Linked DNA regions of Zea mays: region 2 is linked to region 1. A link is a contact called in public Hi-C data. All regions are on one chromosome and are shown on one strand. Each heading gives the region's core, a stretch centred on a gene start, on an enhancer-like site or on the middle of the called end of the contact. The rest is flanking DNA. Distances are from core to core; before and after follow the strand shown. Region 1 holds the start of LOC100285819. Region 2 holds the start of LOC100279452 (Zinc-finger homeodomain protein 8).

Evidence for each region. Hi-C and Micro-C count contacts between places; a contact is called where the count stands out from the background.
Region 2: a contact with region 1 is called in a Hi-C map of tassel, with 2.5 times the contacts expected there. The contact joins the promoter of LOC100279452 here to the promoter of LOC100285819 in region 1. A contact is called at or near these places in 2 of 25 Hi-C or Micro-C datasets (ear and tassel).

What each region holds. Positions count from the first base shown.
Region 1 is chr7:117,270,049-117,272,921 of Zm-B73-REFERENCE-NAM-5.0, reverse strand. It overlaps LOC100285819, which reads right to left and starts at 1,403. Exons shown (of 5, transcript NM_001158709.2): 1 at 1,279-1,403; 2 at 97-242.
Region 2 is chr7:117,519,355-117,522,227 of Zm-B73-REFERENCE-NAM-5.0, reverse strand. LOC100279452 (Zinc-finger homeodomain protein 8) reads left to right here and starts at 1,467. Exons shown (of 1, transcript NM_001152457.2): 1 at 1,467-2,873. The coding sequence starts at 1,617. The coding sequence ends at 2,729.

The DNA.
Region 1 (2,873 bases), core at 154-2,653:
TTTTAAATACATTTTTATCAAGGTAAGTGAATCAGTAGCATTATCAAAGTCAATCAAAGAAGGCTACGTGGTTCAGGAGCCAGGACCAAAACATACCAGAAACATTAAGGCCTCGAAGGCCGGCACAAAATGCTATGACCTGTGGCTGGTCCTAACTTGAGTGGGGGGTACAAGGCCACAATGCATTAATCTTTCTTAGGTACTAGGTCACACATCTAGACTTGCAAAGAGCTGTCCATCATCTGGCAAATATTAATAGACAAAATAAATATTCAAATCTAATGATACGAAATATAATGGGAAGTACCTTGCATATTGCAAGATGCAAAAATATGCAGAAAGGCCCTAGCCACCTAGGCATCCTGTAACCAATAGTAAAGTAGACAACTGATAAAAGACAGAATCCTGGACAGATTAGCATAGTACACGACGGCTCACACGATCAATCAGATTATCAGTGAGCTGTAGCACTGTGCTCATAGATCACCGTTCAACTTCGTATATCTTTTCTTTCATTGAGATCAGCCTTTGACCAAAGTGAAGAAAAGATTTAGCGTGATTTGGTCAATTTATATGCCCTCTTGTGATAAAAGGAGCAGGGGAAATAAAAGTTCATGATAAAAGAAAACACAAACATGCACCAGGGAGCTATTTAACGATATCAATGGGTTAGCTAACTTATTAGATCTATTTTGATAAGAAAGGCAAACAACAAGCCTAGTGAACTTACTGCGGAATTCAATTCAGTTTCAGGTTGAAAAGTTAGGAGGATTCAAATGCAGATACACGGAACAATGCAACTAAGCATCAGCACCTGGTAAATATCTGTAAAAGCTCAAAAGGATGTTTGTGGCACCAAGAATCTTTGACAAAAAATGTTTAAGCATTTTCCCAACTGAGGACCTAAACACTCAATACACTTACACAGCCGGTTGGCTGTACTGAACAACTTACGAAAGAAATTTTATGACCTCACAAATTGAATAGACGCTCCATTAAACAATTCAATCCTTTCAAACCAACATACAAATCAGCCGGTCCTCCCTCTAATGGAATGGACATACGGAATACAGTGCACCGGAGACTATTTGTAGCCCAATAGCACATCATGTACCAATACCACAATTTTTAGACAGAGGTAAGGTTGTGCATCATCCACGAAAGTACAGCATAAGCGATTAACGCCTATACCTTGCAAGGGACTGATATAAGCTGCAACCTGAAAGCAATATCTCTAGCACACTAGGGTTATGGAGCCTCGCTGGAGTAATATCTTACCGCTGCAAGCAGAGAACCGAAGCAGAAAGATTTCTAGCGGGCTCGACTCGACCACCGCCGGAGTCGCTGAGGTTGGGGAGGCGGCACGGTGCCACGGTGGCCGTGGGCCTTCTAGGGTTTTGGTTGATTGATCCAGGACGGCTTCGGCCTTTGGATTGGCCCGGAAATGAAAAGGCCAGCATGGGTCGAGCTTTGCTGAGTTGCTGACTAGTTCGTTCACTGGAGTGCGAAAGTCCTCATGGAACTACATGTTCATCGTTATGTTTGTTTGATCCCAAAACCATAGGAATTAAGCAGATGAGGCCATGTTCGTTTGATCCCAAAACCATAGGAATTAAGAGGATTGGAAGGGATTAGAGAGAATTTTGATTTGTAGGGGATTTAATTCCTTCCAATCTCTATAGATTAGCACAAAATGAACAGGGCCTGAAGGGAATCTGAGAATGAGCAACATAATGCGAAATGGCCACCACAAACTAATCTTTCTTGAACATGCGTTGGAGTACACGTTCAGGTACCTAAAGTCAATCCGGTGCTTCACGAAGATGAGCAACATAGCGCCTGACTGGAAGCCACGCTCGTGCGGGACTGGCCGGTCAAATACAGGTGTAAGAGCGGATACGGCTACATAGGCTTAATATAACTTATTTTGCATCTGCTCATGTAGTACTTGTCTTTCAGATACATGCAACTATACATGCGTTTAGATAAAGTCAATACGCGCATTGACTTAGGATAAGACGATGCGGGTAACTAATCAGATGCCTAATATTTGATTAGCACTACTTGTTTTAGTTGAGACACATGGAAGATCAGATGGAACGAGGCGACAACACCCACTGAATCAACCATATGGAAGGGCCCAAAGATTTCGAATGCCAAAAATTTGTCGAACCCTTTTTTATACACAATATGATGATGGAGTCCTAATAACTTGGAGATACTTTTTGTTGCCATACACTACGTAGGCGCTACTCATTGAAGTGAGCTATAGGAAATGTATCAGTTTCTGACAGCTAAATCAATTTCTGGTTGTTATTAGAACATACGTTTATTTTCAATTGCCCACCGCGCTGCTCGCACACCTTAACCGACCATCGAGCTCGTCCACCTTGCCTTCCTCAATCTCAAGCATGTTCACTTGTTAAATTTAGCATTGACTAATTTTGATTGTTGGTATTGGACCAACTCACCATCTTTTTCATGATTAAGTGTTGTTATTTCTGATGGCCATAAGTGATTAGAGAATTTAATAAGCTTATTTCCGTCTGCCGACATATGAATAGAATGTTTAAAGGTCTAATTTTCAACATTAATTGTTAAAACCATTGGAAATAAGGTTTTGTCGCCATTAGTAGGTCATTTAGTATCGAGTTTGTTAAGATAATGTTGTTAATTAGATTAAAATGTCGCATTAGTTAATTATTACTCGAATTATATACTATGAAAAATGAAATATTAGTTTCATGATAACTATAGCATGAAATTAAAGTTTATTATGATACATGGAATGAAAATTCTATTGCAAATATATCATAGTATTACAAAACGAAACATATGTGTCACCCGTTTTGGATCGATGTACTTCACATGCG
Region 2 (2,873 bases), core at 218-2,717, 250 kb before region 1:
AACATCTTGCCCCCCGTAGTCCCTTTAAATATATTTACAGTAATATACTCTGTTACACGAGGAAGATTCGAGAGGTTTTTTTTTAAAAAAAAAGGATCAGGAGGGGGACCTAGGGCAAGATTTGTTAAAGTCGGTGACAAAGACATAATAATGGTCCATAAATTCACACACAGCCTTTTCGCATGAAAATGACGACTCCTTGAATCAGCAGTCAAACAAATGCAAAGAACTGTGGTTCAATTTCACCCGGTCAGGTGATAACGAAAACTCTGATTCGTAGCCACACACATATATATGGAAACAATTATCAACTGTAGTTCAAACGTAGTGTATGCTATCATTATCCACATTTTTTTTCTCTCTCCAAAGAAACAGCGTGTTTCATTTAATCCTTGTAATCGCGTTGCTATAGCTCCCTCAGTAGATGATGAAAGTAACTCGCCCTGTTCCAAATTACATTTTACTCTAGTTCTGCACGAAACCAAACCTTTCTAGTTTTGGCCGAGCTCTTAAAAAATATATTGACATCCGTGAACTAAAATAGCTATGTAATAAAAATATTTTCATAGAGAACTTATTTGATGCTCTTGATGTCGATGCATCCTTTTTTTATATAGATTTGGTCGATACGAAGAAACTTGATTTAGCACGAAGTTAGAGTGAACTATAATCCTAAACAGAGGGAGCACGTGCGTGTATGAACATTCCAAAAGATAACCATGCCACACAAATTGGCAGAGCTTGACAACAACTTTAAGGGGGACCAATTTTTTTTTAAAAAATCATGCTCAATTTGATTAACGTAGATATAAAATGCCTAAATAAAGGTGTTGTAGTGGAAATGACGAGAAGATTGTGAGGCGGTGTTACATGTGATGGATATTTCGTATGGTCAAACAAAAAAGAAAACAGACATGCGTCGTGGTTTGAATCTATGACCACACTTGCGCTGACTCCTGGCTGTCTGGGTCTGTACTCTGTTGTAAAGGAGGGAAAACCGTCTGGACAATCCAAGCTGTATATTGTCAGCAGCATCTATGTATCTATCTCTAAGCTAACCGGTAGCATTTCATTAAATTCTTGTAGTTGTGAGATGGTATTCAATTTCCCTATAGTTGATGCCAACTGTATAACAACGGCTTACAGATGCCATACCGTGACGTCGTTACGGCTACAGTTCACACATCCCGGGTCCAACCAACACCTCCCCCAAAGGAGAGAAAGAAAAATGTCACATTTTTCTTTAGATGCGCCGGTGCCATTGATCCTCGATCCAGTGGTCTACATGCACCCTTTGCCCGGCCACCACAGCAATATTCCAACGGATTCGAGCCCATGTCGTCACTGATCTATCTCTATACGATAGAGTATCGTCCAAAGAAATTGTTTTTTTTTCTGGCTCGCTAAGTAAAAATTAAATGAGCTCGTCCCCTTCCTCCTTGTGGATCTCTCACACACACTAGTGACTAGCCTTCCTGCTGCCCTTTTTATTCTTATCTCCTCACCCTCGCGCTCTCTTCACCTCCCTTGACCCGTCGTCCCATGCTAAAAGCCCAGGGTTAGGAGCTAGAGGTAATCTCTCTCCCGTCTCTCCCCAGTGGGCGTGGGGGCGCCGCATGGAAGCCATGGACGTCAAGTACAAGCCCGTCATGTTCCCCAACGGCGCCGGCCTCAAGAAGCCGAAGCCGGCGGCGGCCGTGGCGCTGGCCGGGGAGCCGCTGTACCGGGAGTGCCTCAAGAACCACGCCGCGAGCCTGGGCGGGCACGCCGTCGACGGTTGCGGCGAGTTCATGCCCTCGCCGGGGGCCAACCCCGCCGACCCGACGTCGCTCAAGTGCGCGGCGTGCGGGTGCCACCGCAACTTCCACCGCCGGACGCTGGAGGGTTCCCCTCCGCCGCCCGCGCCCGCGCCGCTGGCGCTCCCGCCTCCGCCGAGCGTGATGCACGGCCAGCCGCACCGCGCCCGGGAGGAGACGCCCGAGGACCGCCACCCGGGGGTCGTCGACGCCGACGACTCCGATTCCGACTCGGAAGGCTCGGAGTACGACGAGGAGCGGTCGGTGTCCCCGCCGCCGCCGCCGCACCACCTGCTGCCGGCGCCGGTGGCGCAGCAGCCCCCGCCACCGTCCTACTTCCCGACGGCGCCGCACATGGTGCTCTCGCTAGGTTCCGGCGTGCCCGGGCCCGCGGTGGCGGTATCCCCGGCGCAGAGGCTGGCCCCGACCCAGCTGACGCCGTCCAGCGCGCCGCCCCACGCCGGGGGCGCGATGCCCATGCCCAGGAAGCGGTTCCGCACCAAGTTCACCGCCGAGCAGAAGCAGCGGATGCAGGAGCTGTCGGAGCGGCTCGGGTGGCGGCTGCAGAAGCGCGACGAGGCCATCGTCGACGAGTGGTGCCGCGACATCGGCGTCGGCAAGGGCGTCTTCAAGGTCTGGATGCACAACAACAAGCACAACTTCCTGGGCGGGCACAGCGCCCGCCGCAGCGCCTCCTCGCCCGCCCCCGCCCCCGCCGCCGCGTCGCTCCAAACCCCAGCCGCCGGCGCCGGCGCTGCTGCAGCACCGTCATTCCACCCGTCCAGGATCACCCCTCCCCCTCCCGTCCTCACCTCGTCCCCGACGGCCGCCACCGGCTTCAACATCAACGGCGCCGCCTCGTCGGCGCCCACCGTCGCCACCGACTACACCACGGACAACGCCAACGGAGCTTCGTCGCCGCACTCCGCTTGAACTAGAGAAGGGAGAAGAGAGGAGGGGGGAAGGGAAGGGAGAGCGGAGAGAGAGAAACATGTAGCTTAATTTCAGTGATCACTCGTTTTTTTTTTCTTTAGACTTCTTGCCATCTACTAAGAAATTAACCCCAAGAAAAAGCAT